2 separate regions of the Sus scrofa genome follow, and region 2 is linked to region 1. The links are chromatin contacts, called in public Hi-C maps. All regions are on one chromosome and are shown on one strand. The core of a region is the stretch at or near the end of the contact, and the rest is flanking DNA. Distances in the headings are between cores, read along the strand shown. Region 1 holds the start of MPHOSPH8 (M-phase phosphoprotein 8). Region 2 holds the start of ZMYM2 (zinc finger MYM-type protein 2).

Region 1 (7,492 bases), core at 4,149-6,648:
TTGCTCAAGGATCCGGTGTTGCTGCATCTGCGGTGTAGGTTGCAGCTCAGGCTCGGATTCAGTCCCTGGCCTGGGAGTCTCCAGGTGCCTCATGGGTGACTCTCAGGTGCTTTACAAGTAACTCCTCCAGGACCGGAAAGGTGACAACAACAAGCACACACAGGGCGGAAGAAGCTTGCGTTGTCCTAGGGGCGCAGTGGGAGCTGGGCTGGGAGGGGTCCCTGTACTCAAAACGCATTGAATCCATTAAAAGCACCATGTCGAGCCAGTGAAAGAACTTTCATAAAAGGTCAGAGAGGAAAAACACTCAGAGAGAACGGCTTTTATTAACGATCTTCATTTTTGACACATTTTGTCTGATACGGTGCTGGATTTGGTACCACATTTCAGATGTAATTATATTCTGAAATTGATGGGAAAAATGTTTTTAATCTAGGCGTATTCCCTGGGATTTTGAGAAAATAAAGAAAGCAAGTGAATGGCTAAGAAGAACTGAAGGACAGTACCCGTCAATCTGCCAGCGGCTGGAGCTGGGCAAAGACTGGGACACGGCCACCAAACAGCTGCTGGGCATCCAGCCCTTACCCACCACCTCCCCGCTTTACAGGCTTCTTCAGTGTAGTCAAGGCTGAATCACATCAAGTATTTTAAACTTTTTTCATGCTTCTATGTATCCAGTACACAGATAGTAACAGATATCTATAATGAAATCTAATTATGATTTTATTTAGTATAGCAATCCCTTTAAAATGAATGGGAGCCGTCTGTTGTTTTAATGTACGAACAAGCAATTATCAAATAAAAATTCCAGTACTACAGGATCTTTTTTTTTTTTTTTTTTTTTTTTTACTGCACCTGCAACATCCAGAAGTTCCTAGACCAGGGATCAAAACCGTGCCACAGCAGTGACGATGCCAGGCCACCGAGGAACTCCCATTACAGACGTTTTTGGGTTTGAATGTTTTAAGGTGATGAGAGAGACGTGTTGGCATGGTCTTGAAAGCTTATTTCCTTCTCCCCTCTCAGGGGTCTGGTAGAGTGCTGGCCCAGCCAGACGGACCAAGCTGCGAGGAGTTAAGGACTTTGTCCATGGCCACATTCCTGGCTTCAAGCCTGTTTCGGGGCTCCAGGTGTCCAGCTTTGGCCCTGGCTGAGCACACGTCCTACTGTGGACCCTTGTCTGCAGATCCCCGGACACCTCTCATTGCTTAGAGCAACCAGGTGCCCCAAGCAATTCTTCCATGGCTCTTGCTTTTGGTCTTGAATCTAAAAATCTCATCACCAGGGAGCTCACGTTATGGCTCAGCAGTTACGACTCCATGAGGACTCGGGTTCGATCCCTGGCCTCACTCAGTGGGTTAAAGAGTCTGGTGTTGCTGTGAGCTGCTGTGTAGGTTGCAGATTTGCAGATGTGGCTTGGATCTGTCGTTGCTGTGGCTGTAGCATAGGCCAGCGGTTACAGCTCTGATTTGACCTCTAGCCTGGGAACTTCCATATGCTGCAGATGCGACCCTCAAAAAAATAAAATAAGTAAACCAGTAAATACATAAATCTAAAACAGTCTTGTTATATCTTTACTGGCCAAATTGTTACCAACCAGGGTTCTTGGCCTTCCTTAATCAATAGAAATTGATAAGAAGCCAGACAAGAAATGGCTTTACCAGGGCTCTGGATGCAGCAGGGGGAGAGAAATCAGTACCTGTTCCCTCGCTAGCCGAGAGCGCAGCTGGATCCTTCTATGAGGAGAGGGTCAGGCGGGTCCGGGGCTCTGGTCAGGGGGTCGCTTAGGGGGTCTGCCCACCCCTTTGGTGCCAGTGTGTGCAGGGGGCTTGCATTGTACACTGCTTTTGCTCCTGGTTCTTCAGAAGTGGCAGTTAGTCTTTTTGTATCTTTCCATAATTGGCCTTAACTGTGCATGTACAGTTATTTTTCGTCGCTCACGGTTTCTTTGTATTTTGTTGCTGGAGAAAACGTTTGTCAAGGTGCAAGCACTGCCCTCAAGGGTCCAGGTCCCAGGTCCCAGCCTGTCTCAAAATCAGTCTGCTCTTGGCCTTGGCTGCTTGTTTGCTTGACATAATTACAGAAGGCAAATGAGATACTTCTGGACCTTGTTACTCAAAATGTATACCAATAAAACCAAGTTTTGCAATATTTATCAAAATTGAAATCACTACATGGTATTTATTTCATAATGTACCAAATATTTAGTTACTGCGTTGTGTACCAGGAATTAATATAGCTGTTGTAGGCCAATTATACTTCAAGAGCAAACTCCTGGAATAAGAGATTATATTTGTGGTTCCCAGAGGTGGGTGGGGGGGCGGAGATTGGATGAACATGGTCAAAAGGTACAAAGTTCCAGTTATAAGTCAGTACCAGGCATATAAGGACAATATGGTGAATATATTTCACACTGATGTATGTTATATATGAAAGTTCAGAGAGCATATCCAAAGGGTTCTCATCACGAGATGTTTTGCTTTTTTTTTTTTTTTTTTGCCTTTTTTTTTTTTTTTTTTTTTTTTTGGTTTTTAGGGCTGCACCCGTGGCATATGGAGGTTCCCAGGCTAGAGGGTGAATCGGATCTATAGCTGCCAGCCTACACCACAGCCACAGCAACTGGGGATCCAAGCTGAGTCTGCGACCTACATCACAGCTCACGGCAACACTGGATCCTTAGCCCATTAAGCGAGGCCAGGGATCGAACCCACATCCTCATGGATCTTAGTCGGGTTTGTTAATGGCTGAGCCATGAAGGGAACTCCCCACAAGATATTTTTCTTGTATTTTGTGTCTATATGAGATGATGGATGTTCACTAAAACTGACTGTGATAATCATTTCATGACATAAGTAAGTCACACCATTCTCTTGTAACCTTAAACTTGATAGCTTTCTTCCCTCTTTGGCTGGCGAAGAAGCTGGCCAGTTGTCCTCAGAAAGTCCCGTATTCTGGATATGTCTGATTGCTCCCATTTCTCTTTCCCCACATTTCCTGTAAGGTGGACATTCCATCTAAAGTCTTAAATAGATTAAGGATCAACATTTTTGTCAACATGAGCTCTCAAATCTGGTTGTTCTACCCCTTTTTTTTTTTGTGGCCGCGCCCAAGGCATGTGGAAGTTCCCTGAGCCCGAGGTGGAACCCGTGCCACGGCAGAGACGAAGCCAGATCCTTAACTGGCTGTGCTATGAGAGAACTCTCTGAAAAAACTTACTTTAAAATATATCTAATTATTAGAATTGCTGTTTCTCCCTTTAGAGGCTGAGAGTCCCTGGAGGGCAGACCACGATGGGTTCATCTGTGTGTTCCCAGTACTTACCATAGGATGGTGCACAGGACACACGTAGCAAGCAAGCAAGCACATCATTGAGCCAGCGCAACGATCTGGTAGGAGTGCCCCAGTGGCCTCCCGGTTGAAGGATCCGATGTTGTCACTGCTATGGCTCGGTCACTGCTGTAGCAAAGGGGTGATCTCTGACCCCTGCACTTCCGCATGCTGTGGGCGTGGCCAAAAGAAAAAAACGATCTGGCGATGTTCTCCAAAGTGATCTGCTGGTTCCTAGATTAGGCTTAGAGTAACCTCAGTGAGATGGAGTTAATTTTGTAAATTAAGTTGCGAACTAAAAATGTCACTCGCCATCTGGTTCTATTAGAATTATGTCACTAGTGGCTCCGTGGAAACAAATCTGACTAGCATCCATGAGGATGCAGGTTCGATCCCTGACCTCGCTCAGTGGGTTAAGGATCCGGTGATGCCATGAGCTGTGATGTAGGGCGCAGATGCAGCTCGGATCCTGTGTTGCTGTGGCACAGTCCGGCAGCTGTACCACCAATTCGACCCCCTAGCCTGGAACCTCCATGTGCCAAGGGTGAGGCCCTAAAAAAAGACAAAAAAAAAAAAAAAAAGGAATTATGTCACTAGCCGTCACAGTCCCTGGCCTTCAGCACACCCAGTAGGGGGATCAGAAATGGGGTGCTCTGTGCTCTGGGAAAAACTGAAACAGGACTTCAGATGGGTATTTTCAGGCAAAAATTTTATAAGCCCAACTTCTTGCATCTTACATCTAGAAAAGCACTGAAATCATCACTAGGGACATTTGCCCTCTCATGAGCAGCAACCTTCTGCAAAATTGTGTTCCTGAACCCTATGTACCCTCCACCAAAATCACGTGGAACAACCTCCTCCCCGTCTTTGGAGCCGAGAAGCTTTTTCTTCCTATAGTCCTCACTTTGTCCCAAATAAACTTAACTCTCACATTGTGCATTCATTTTCTGTGGACAGATTAAATAAAAAGCTTGCTGCTATAAAGACTTTATTTGCTTATCTGTAATTAAAAGGGAGAAAAATGGGAGTTCCCGTTGTGGTGGAGCAGAAACGAATCCAACTAGGAACCATGAGGTTGCGGGTTGGATCCCTGGCCTCCCTCAGCGGGTTAGGGATCCTGCGTTGCCATGAGCTGTGGTGTAGGTTGGATCCTGTGTTGCTGTGGCTCTGGCGTCCGCCAGCAGCTGTAGCTCCAGTTGGACCCCTCGCCTGGGAACCTCCATAGGCCGCAGGTGCAGCCATAAAAAGCAAAAAAGAAAAATATTTGACCTAGCAACTTTGGGTGACGATTCTTTTTGAGGGAGGACTATTTTTTTTTTTGTCTTTTTGTTGTTGTTGTTGTTGTTGCTATTTCTTGGGCCGCTCCCGCGGCATATGGAGGTTCCCAGCGAATCGGCGCTGTAGCCACCGGCCTACGCCAGAGCCACAGCAACGCAGGATCCGAGCCGCATCTGCAACCTACACCACAGCTCACGGCAACGCCGGATCGTTAACCCACTGAGCAAGGCCAGGGACCGAACCCGCAACCTCATGGTTCCTAGTCGGATTCGTTAACCACTGCGCCACGACGGGAACTCCAGGGAGGACTATTTTTGTCAGTCATTACTAACCTGGACAAATTTCTTTCATCATATCCTCTTATTTTTTTCCAGTGGATAAAAGAAAACCCAACTAAAATATTTTTAATATTTATTTAAACAGTACTCCCTAAACTGAAACGGCACTAGGAGCTGTGTTTGCATCATTCACTCGCTAATCTATTCGCACAGATGACGATCCAGATAAGAGCCTAGCGTTGTCTGCCGCAGGCGGTGCTCGCCCTGAAAGCCTGGCTGTGGGGCGCGCCCGCCGGAAACCCGCCCCCAGGAGGCCTCCCTGCGCTCTGCCGCCCCCGCCCCCGCCCCCGCCCCCAGCGGCCCTGCAAGCCCCGCCCCCCAGCGCCGCTCCGCAGCCTCCCCTCCGGGAGCGGCTTCCCACAGCGCACGCCCTCCGCTGTCCCAGCCCACTCTCCCGACAAGCCCCGCCCCCACACCCGGCCCTTCCTTCCGCCCGGCGGCCCCTTGGCCCGCCCACCCGCTTCCTGTGGGCCGCGCGGGGCGCCGGCGCGCCCGTCCTGACGTGGTTGGTGTGCGCGCGCGTCGTTCCGGGGCCAGGAACCCGCCATTGGCGCGGTCGGGCCCTTCGCGTCCGCCTGGCAGAGGGACTGACTGCGGGCGGGCGCGTGTCACAGTCCCTCTCCCCGCCGCTAGCAGAGCTCCGTTATGGCGGAGGCGGACGCGGACGGGGCGAGCGCGGCTGCGGTTGCCGGTTCGGGAGCCGACGGCAGTGGAGAGTCGCCTGCAGTCGAAGGAGGGGGAGCCGGAGCGTTGAGCGAAGAAAAGGAAGCGGCCGCGAAAGGAGCGGAGGCCGCGGGGGACAGTGAGGAGGACGGCGAGGATGTGTTCGAGGTGGAGAAGATCCTGGACATGAAGACGGAGGGGGTACGTGCGGGGCGGCCCACGCGCGGCGGTCGGCGCGGCGGAGGCGCTGGAGGCGGTGCGGGGGCGTTTCTCGCCGCAGGGGACGTTTCTCGCCGCAGGGGACGTGGGGACTGTGCTCCGCTTTTGGGCCTTCGTCCTCGCCTTCTCCCCACAGGGCACATCTCAGGTCCAGAGGCCCTGAGCATCCTCGTTCCTCTCCCGGGGAACTCCTGTTCTCTTCCCCCGTGAAAGCCTCGTTTGACCCTGATCCCAACAGAGTGAGGTGCCCCACTGACGCTGGGTGTAGACTTTTGTTTTAGGATTTATTTATCGTTCTTATATGTTTGTCTTGTAGACTGTAGGCCTCTTCTAGTACATGACTATGCGTTTTAAGTTTTGTTATTGAAGTGATAACAAAATGATGTTTTATCACTTTAATGCTTAGCCTGCAGTAGTTGCTTAGTGTACATCAGATTGTTAAGTGGGCGAATGAATTGTGGGCTGGAGGCTGAGGGAAAGTAAGAGGGTGCAAGGACGGACAATAATAAGGATGGCAAATAATCTCTTTTAGTAAATAGGAGTAAGATAACCAAAGGTCCTATACGGTGGTCGTTATATATGTTGTGTTCTTTTTATTGTCTTTTATTTCCCATTTGCGTACACTACTTTGTGTGTGTGTGTTTTGTTTTTTTTTTTTTTTTTTTTTTTTTTTGTCCATTCACGGACTTTTTTGGTCTCAGCTACTGCATGCTGGGTGCTGTGTTAGGTCCTGAGGATACAGAGATTAGTTGTATCATACTCAGTTGCTGACGTTAAAAATTCCCCTGTCCATGCTGTAAAATTAGGTTGTGGTGATTGTTGTACACCTGTAAGTGTGATGAAATTCATTAAGTATTAAAAAAAAAGCTATCCTGTCCAGTGGGGGATAAATAATTGAAATGAAGTGTCATCAATATTATTGTTAGTTACAAACAGTAAAAAGTGGGACGTCTTGAAGTATAATTTTCCCATATACAATGTAAGCATCTGTGGTGTTGCTGCAGGCTGCGGCGTTGGTTGCAGATGTGGCTTGGATCTGGCATTGCTATGGCTCTAAGATAGGCAGGCAGCTGCAACTCGACTTCGGCCCATAGCCTGGGCACTTCCATGTGCCAAAGGTGTGGCCCTAAAAGGGGGAAAAACACTGCTCTTTTTGAAGGCAGCACTGTTGCCTGAGATTTCCTTTCTTCTGCCTCCCTTCCTGCAGGCTGATTAAGCAGCCATGCTGTCTCAACCTGGTTCATCCTCAGTTTTAACTACACCTTCATAGAAGCTCTTACAATGTCATATATTAGCAGTTTTCTTTTTGCAGACTATTTTACTGAAAAGAATGTACATGCATTTTCAGTTGATACAGTAACTGTCTCCCCACCCAGTTATATAGCTGAACCATTAAACTGACACTCATAATTATTGTTTTTAAATTATGAAGATTTCCGGGATTATTTTTGGAAGTCATGAGACCAAGATTGTTCTCTTTGCATTATTTCTTAGCTTCTGCTCCTGTTGGGTGCTGAGGCTTGATCCCTCCGCAAAGGGCAGGATGACTGGAAGGCAGTGTGGGGATCACTGAAGGGTAAAATGGGAGGGAGCAGTGGTTGGCACTCAGTTTGGAATGTTTATCACCTTGTGGTTGTATGATTAAAATCCACAGGTGTTAAGCGTAT
Region 2 (7,821 bases), core at 274-2,773, 210 kb after region 1:
AAAGGTGGCTTAGATCCAACTTGCTGTGGCTTATGCCGGTTCAGCCTCTGGCCTGGGAACTTCCATGTGCTGCAGGTGTGGCCGTAAATAGCAAAAAAAAAAAAAAAAAGAAAAAAAAAAGAAAAAAAAAAAAGAAAAATGAGGATAACAGTGTATTTACTGCATTTTTCCATAGGTGGAAGAATTACCTCATTTGTAAATTTATGAGTCTTATATTTTACCAGACTGTTCAGTGAGTGGCGTCTCTAAAACCTCAGTTCTTCGTGAAACCTTCATGCATGACTGTAACTTCATTAAAAACTTCATGTTGTTCATCATCGCATTGAACTTTAAAATGTAACATCGTTCGTGTCTCTACTACTAGGCAGTGTTGTGAGAACACCATGAAATTTTGGTCCAACTTGTTCACCCATTTAGCGCCCAACAGCGTGGGCTCAGCGGCCCCGACAGCCGCCAGGCCGCGCCGGGCCGGGCCGGGCCGGCCTCCGAGCTCCCCCTGACGTGGAACCGCGGAACCCGCACCGCCCGTGACGTGCGCCCGGGGCCGAGCTGTAGACGGCGAACAAAAGAGGCCCCGCGGCCCGGAAGGCTCCTCGGTCGAGCCCGCGCGGCCGCCCGGCCGCCCGGCCGCCCCTGGGTTCCGTCCCGCCCCGGGCGGCCGGGGAGCGCGGGGCCTCGTCCGCCCAGGGCCAGGGAGGCGGCGGCCCCGGCGCGGGGCGGCCCGGCCCTTCCGACAGGCGGGCGCCCGCTCCGCGCAGCCCGCTGCGCCTCCATCTTGGCGGGCGGCGGCGGGGAGCGGCGTCTGGGTCCGGCCCCGTCGCGCCGGCCGCTTCCCGGGCGCCGAGTCGGCAGCGGGCGCCGTCCCCGCGGCCGCCCGGCGGGGCCCAGCCCGGTTTCCCGGGACGCGTGGGGGCGGCCCCCCCGCCCCCCACCCCCGAGCCCGACAAGATGGAGGACGTCGCCTCCTCCCGCAGCCATGACGGGAGCGGGGGACGCCTCCCCACGGGGCTGCGGCGAGGGGAAGCGCTGCCGGCCCTCGGAGCCCGCGGGCGCCCCCGCCCCGGCCCCGGCCCGGGGCTCCCGGCTGCCGCCCCCGTGGCCGCCCCCCCCGCCCGCTCGCCCCTCCCGGGGCCGCCAGACACTGGACAGGGAGGGCGTTGGGGACATCGAGGCCGCGGCGCTCCCCGCGCGGCGTCGCTCGCAGCCGCCGTAGCGGCCGGACGCCCAGGCTGAGGCCCCTGGGCCGCGGGGCCCCGACAGCCCCCGAGCGCCAGGGGCCGAACGGCGGCCGGTGCGGCGCGCAGGGGAGTCGGCGGCCCGACCCTGACGGGCTGGGGTGGGGGCGGGGGCGGAGGGGCGGGGTGGGCCGGAGACGCGGGGGTGTGGCCTGCGCCTGACGGACAAGCCGTCGGGCCAGCCCCTCGAGGGTGTCCTGAAGGAAGGCGGACGCAGCCAATGGGCGTGCCCGCGGCGCCGGGCCCGCCTTCCACGCCGGCCAGTGAGGGCGCGGAGGGCGGGGCCTGGCGGGTCGGGCCGCGCCGCCGCGGCCGCCGCCTCCGCCTCCTCACCAGCGCTAAAGCCGGGACTGGACCGATCGGAGTTGCGCTGGTTCCCGAAGGGGGGTGGGCCGGGGGCGGGGAGGTTCGTTCCGCGGAGCCGCAGCCAGAACCGGGTGAGGCTTGTCCCCGCTGTGTCTCCAGCCCAGGGCCGCCGACAGTGGGGGTGGCCGGGAGCGGCGCAGCCTCCGGAGGCGGAGGCGGAGGCGGAGGCGCCGGGAGGCGGAGATGGGTGAGGGCAGCCTCCGGAGCCTCCCACCGACCCGGGACGAGCGCCCGCGGCGCGGCCGCCGTCGCCGCTGCCGCGTCGGGGCCTCGGGCTGCTGGCGGCTCCGCTCATGTCCCAGGCGCCTTGGCGGGCGGCCCGCGGGCTGCGGGCGTGCAGGCGCGGCCGCGAGGGCCGGGTGAGGCGGACGCCGGCGGCGGGGGTCGCCCGGGGCCGCCCGGGGTGGGGGCGGGCGGCGGGGGTCGCGGGGTGGGGGTGGGGCGGGTGGGGGAGGGGCGCCTCCGTGGGCGCTCGCGGCGCGTTCGCACCCTCCCAGGCGCGGCGCGAGGTCTCCAAGTTCGGGGGCGAGGGCGCGGGCGCCCTGCGCCTGGTCCCCTCCTTGGCCGCCCCGGCCTCGGCGCGCGCGCGGCTCGGCTCCGCACGTATTGTTTGGCTGGGTCTCTAATGGCGGACGGGGAGGCAGCGCTGCCGGTCGCCGACTGCGGCGGGGGGGGCAAATCTCGGGCCCTGGGCAAGTGCTCGGGGCAAATGCAGGGGGTTTCCGCCTGGCGGCGACTCGAACCCCCCCTCCGCCCCCGAGTGGGTGCCGGCGCGCCGGGGATGGCGCTGGGTGGGCCGATTGGGGGATAGGATTCCCCGCTGGCGTCGAGGCTGCACCCGCCCTTCCCCCTCTCCCTCCCGGAGCAGGCTCGCCGTCCTCCGCCTCCTCCCTCCAGGTTTTGCCTTTCACGTGGGTTTTGGTCCCAAATAAATATTTAACGTCGTTTTGCTCTACTTTACATAGGAGGGGGTTGTTGGTAACGGGCTGGGAAGCAACAATCGAAGGTCCGAGGCTCCTTGACCTCTTATTCCCTTCTCTGCCTCCTCCTGGTGGAAAAGGCTTGCTTCTCCCACCTGGTTAGATGTTCTTGATGCATGTTTCATTTTTCCTCCTACCCCAGGACCAGGATTCGCCTTCAACCCTACCTGGTGCATCTTTGGCAGAACGTGAGGAGGAAAGCACCCCCATTGTGAGTCTTTTGCCCGTATTTTGAGGCTCTTAGAGGACGTTGTCAGGTTGTAGGGCTTCGGCCGGGGGGGACTAGTGCGTCTCCGTTATTTTGAGTGGGAGGAGCTTTCCCCGGGGTGGCAGCTGCCCCCGGGGCGAAGCCTGGGTAATGGCTGGTGAGGCAGCTGGGAGTGGGCGCTGCTGTTTGCACCGCTGCAGACATCTCTCCTGCTGCAATACCAACCTCAGCAACCAGACGACGGGCTCCTGCAGCTGCTCACGTTACCCGGGAGGAGGGGTGGTGCGAAGGAGGGCATATTGCTGGTGCCCTCTAGAGTTCCATGGTGGGAACTGAGGTTGTTTCCTTTCTGATGCTGTGTGTGCAACCATCTTTAACACTTTTCTTCCATTACAATGGATAATCGATTGAAGGGATTGGAGAAACATCCATATTTAACTCTTGCTGTGTGACATAACAAACACGTTTTGACTCTTGGGGTTCATGCGGTGGTAGATCTCTTTCATGTGTTTGCTTAAGAAAGGGCATGAGTCTACTCCAGTTCTCAGTTTACTGGTGTCTGATCAGAGCAGTCCACTGCTCTGGTTACTTAGTCCTTCATCTTTTGTGATGCTTAGTCTTCACTTGAGTTACTCTTGAACGTGTTACTGAGAGTTCTCTTCTAATGCTTGCAGTTTTTTGGTTTTAAGGCGGTCTTGTACTGTGGGAGACAGTAAAATAAACATAACCAGGCATTTCCGGTCAATTGAAATTAGTTACAAAATATCAGTGAAGTTAGCATTCTGGATAGATACATTGTATCTCTGGAGCTCACTGACAGTTGATATCCTAACTTGTAGATCTCTGTCAGAGGTGAGTCATCCGCATAGTAGCTTATGCCTGAATATTAAGTCCCAGTGGGTCAAAAGGTAATGGCTGATGAGTGTATGCTGAATACTGACTGAAGGAAGAAGCCAGGGTGGCAACTTGTACTAAACCAACGCGACTTTAGGCAGGTGCTGGGCACTTCCACCTATTATTTACTTGAATCTTGGCAGATAGCCTGCAGCATGTATTGAGCCCCTATTGTGTGCCAGCACAATACTAAATTAAATTTTTTTTTAAGTTAATGATGGAAACTTTCAAATTTATGAACGAGAATAGTATTTTGAACTTCTCTGTGCCTGTCGTTTGCATTGTGTAATTTTTAGCACGTCCAGACTAATTTAAGCATGTATTAAGTAATTTAATCCTTACGGAAACCCAGTGTTTTTATTCCTGATTTGTAGGGGAGGAAACGGGCGTAGGCAAACACCCAGGTAGGAGTATTTGGTAAAGCAAGGATTGGAACCGAACCAGTTTGATTACAGGTCTAAGTTCAGCAAATGTGTTGTCCTGTTCTAGAGCATATATTTGTTCTACAAGTTTAGAAATTGAAACAGTGAAAAAATTCGAAGGTTACAATGGCCTGTCTGTGTTCTTTTCCTAGAAAACAGTGGGTAAACAAATAGAAAATGTTTATATCTCATTGAGTACCTTTTAAAAAATGGTTGTGAAGTTCCCTGATGGCTCACCTGGTTAAGGATCCTCTGTGGCCACTGATGTGGCACAGGTTCAATCCCTGCCCGGGAACTTCATGTGCTACGGGTGTGGCCCACCCTCCTCCCACCCAAAAAAGGAAAAAAAATAGGAGCATCTCAGGTATCACTATTTTAGTGCCTTAAAAAAAAAAAAAAAAAAAAAAAAGGGGTTGCTGCCAAGGTGCTGTGGTTTAAGAATCAGACTGCAGTGGCTCAGATCAGTGTAGCAGTGTTGGTTTGATTCCTTGCCTGGTGCAGTGGGTTAAAGAATCTAGCGTTGCTGCACCTGTGGTTGCTGCTGTGGCTCCAATTCAATTCCTGGCCTGGGAACTTCGATATGCTGCGGGTGTAGCCATAAAAAGACAAAAACAAAAAAACCTAACAGTATGTATTTGAATCAGAAATAATATATTCTTGGAGTTCCCTAGTGGCCTAGTGGTTGAGGATCAGGCGTTGTCACTGCTGTTGGTGAGGGTTTAATCCCTGACCTGGGAACTTCAGTGTGCTGCGGGTGTGTCCTCCTCCAAAAAAAGAAATAATATGTTCTCTTTTTCATTGTGTCTTTGTACAATTTAGAATCTGTAGTAGTTTCCCAAGACTGTAACTTGAGTGAATATAAGTTTTGTAATGAGTTTAAAGTTCTTTTCAGGCATTAGATCATTTAGATATAATGTAACAAAGATTTGCTCTTTCAGCTAGATGAGCAATGCTTGCTTTATCACCACATATTTTTACAAAAGGTTTATCTTTTTCCTTTGTTCTTATTTGTGATATTGATGCACGAAGGTTGAATGAGTTTGTCTAGTAGACATTCGGAGATGAGGACATAACCAAATGTATAATCGACACATGTATACTTATGAAAGCCAAAGTTCTTTTATATTATTTTATGTTTTATTTATTTATTTTTTGCTTTTTAGGGCTGCACCTGTGGCATATGGAGGTTCCCAGGCTGGGGTCCAAATTGGAGCCACAGATGCCAGCCTACACCACAGCTGCAGCAATGCGGGATCTGAACCACGTCTGCGACCTACACCACAGCTCACGGCAACGCCAGATCCTTAATCCCTTGTGCCAAGGCAGGGATCAAACCCGAAACCTCATGGTTCCTAGTCGGATTCGTTTCTGTTGCGACACATTGGAAACTCTGCTGTGGTTCTTTTTTTTTTTTTTTGTCTTTTGTTGTTGTTGTTGTTGCTATTTCTTGGGCCACTCCCGAGGCATATGGAGGTTCCCAGGCTAGGGGTTGAATCGGAGCTGTAGCCACCGGTCTACGCCAGAGCCACAGTAATGCAGGATCCGAGCTGCGTCTGCAACCTGCACCACAGCTCACGGCAACGCCGGATCGTTAACCCACTGAGCAAGGGCAGGGACCGAACCCGCAACCTCATGGTTCCTAGTCGGATTCGTTAACCACTGCGCCACGACGGGAACTCCTTTTTTTTTTTTGTCTTTTGTTGTTGTTGTTGAGCTGTGGTTCTTTTAAATACAGTTGACCTTTAAACTTCCTGGGCTTCAACTGTGCGTGTCCACTTATACCTGGATGTTTTCAGTAATAAATATGGCAGTACTGCACCATCTGAAGGTATTTGTGCTTGTGGATACAGAGGAACTCAGTATAAGGAAGGACCAACTATTAAGTTGTACGTGGATTTTCCCCTTAGCAGAGGGCTGTCTACCCTAACCCCTACTCCCCCACCCCTCCTGTTTTTGAAGAGATGTGGTTCTTATTTTACTTAATGATTTAGCTTGGAATTAAAAATTCCTTTACTTAAAACACCAACTAATGGTGCTTAAAGGTGCCAGACAATAAGATGAAGATAACTCAGTTTTTAATTGATGTTGATTAAATGTTTTTTATTATACTTAAGTTATTGTGCATTTAATGTGAGTTAGGTGCTTTTAGATGTAATTATGATCTATTTTGACATTCTCATGTTTATGGTACCTTTCTTTAATACATCCTTAAATAGTATTTGTTCCTTGTGCCTGTCTTTTTTTTTTTTTTTTTTTTTTGGCCATGCCTGAGGCATGCAGAAATTCCTGGCCACGGATCAAACCTGGGCCACAGCAGTGACAATGCTGGATCCTTAGCCTATAGTGCTACCAGGAAACTCCATTCCACCTGTCTTTTTAAACAGTTGAGGAAACTATACAGAGTGGTCCCTGCTTTTTCATCATCTTCGTATATTATCTCATGGCCTGGACTTTTTTTTGGTAACTTATGTGGTGATACAACTCTGTATCACTTGGGTGTTAGATGCTAACATGAATGTTTTAGATTTGTGTGGATCTGGCACTGGAACAACAGAGTTTTTGTTCTTAAAAGTTTTTACTCTATGTTGCCCTTGTTTGAGGAACAGAAGTGCCTAAATTTAATGCATTTAAGACAAGGCATTTTTACCTCTAGTCAGATTCTGTGTTATTACTGCGATGGAAGGAATATGTGTGCATGCGGGAGCTCTGTCTTCGTTGTCAAGCAGTGTGGGATAATTAGAAATGTCATGTCTTTTGTCTATCTGGACATTCATACTTGTCTCTGTACCATTTAACAGCATTCAAAAGTATTAATATACTGAATAACAGCTATGATGAGAGAACTTTGGCATATTCAACTTGAGTGTTTTGTGTTTTTTTTGTCTTTTTAGGGCCACATCCGAGGCATATGGAAGTTCCCGGGCTAGGGGTCTAATCAGAGCTGTAGCCTCTGGCCTACACCACAGCCACAGAAACGTGGGATCTGAGCCCAGTCTGCGACCTACACCACAGCTCATGGCAATGCCGGATCCTTAAGCCAGTGAGCAAGGCCAGGGATTGAACACGAGTCCACATGGATCTTAGTCGGGCTTGTTAGTGCTGAGCCACGACGGAAACCCCGCGTGTGTTTTTTTAGGCAATGAAAGATGAGCCAACTCAAGTGTTTGCTCCCGCTGGAGTCTCTAACAGTATTTTATGTAGGGCAGTTGAAGTTAGGAAGCAAGTAGACAGATTGCTTTGACTTCATGCATTTTCCAATTTTTTATTTCAGTTGATTAATTTTCTTCTATTTCTGTCAGAACGTAGAATTGGGATTTTATTTTTTATTTTTAAATCTTTTTTTTTTTTTTTTTTTTTTGTCTTTTTGTCTTTTTTTTTTTGTTGTTGTTGTTGTTGCTGCTATTTCTTGGGCCGCTCCCGCGGCATATGGAGGTTCCCAGGCTAGGGGTTGAATCGGAGCTGTAGCCACCGGCCTACGCCAGAGCCACAGCAACGCGGGATCCGAGCCGCGTCTGCAACCTACACCACAGCTCACGGCAACGCCGGATCGTTAACCCACTGAGCAAGGGCAGGGAACGAACCCGCAACCTCATGGTTCCTAGTCGGATTCGTTAACCACTGCGCCACGACGGGAACTCCCTTTTTTTTTTTTTTTTTTTTTTTTTTTGTCTTAAATCTTTTTAATTTTAATTTTTTTCTTTTTACAGCTGCATCTG

Evidence for each region. A called contact is a pair of places that touch in the nucleus more often than the background predicts.
Region 2: a contact with region 1 is called in a Hi-C map of liver, with 2.0 times the contacts expected there. The contact joins the promoter of ZMYM2 here to the promoter of MPHOSPH8 in region 1. A contact is called at or near these places in 2 of 5 promoter capture datasets (fetal liver and liver), 2 of 47 Hi-C or Micro-C datasets (liver and psoas muscle) and 1 of 2 datasets of contacts at active chromatin or transcription factors (alveolar macrophages).

The regions. Positions count from the first base shown.
Region 1 is chr11:441,621-449,112 of Sscrofa11.1, forward strand. MPHOSPH8 (M-phase phosphoprotein 8) reads left to right here and starts at 5,399. Exons shown (of 14, transcript XM_013980701.2): 1 at 5,399-5,807. The coding sequence starts at 5,589. It overlaps LOC100738653 (a long non-coding RNA gene), which reads left to right. Exons shown (of 4, transcript XR_002336586.1): 4 at 437-2,161.
Region 2 is chr11:659,791-667,611 of Sscrofa11.1, forward strand. ZMYM2 (zinc finger MYM-type protein 2) reads left to right here and starts at 1,524. Exons shown (of 25, transcript XM_021065428.1): 1 at 1,524-1,672; 2 at 2,724-2,792. It overlaps LOC110255873 (basic proline-rich protein-like), which reads left to right. Exons shown (of 5, transcript XM_021066006.1): 5 at 418-1,213. The coding sequence ends at 1,213.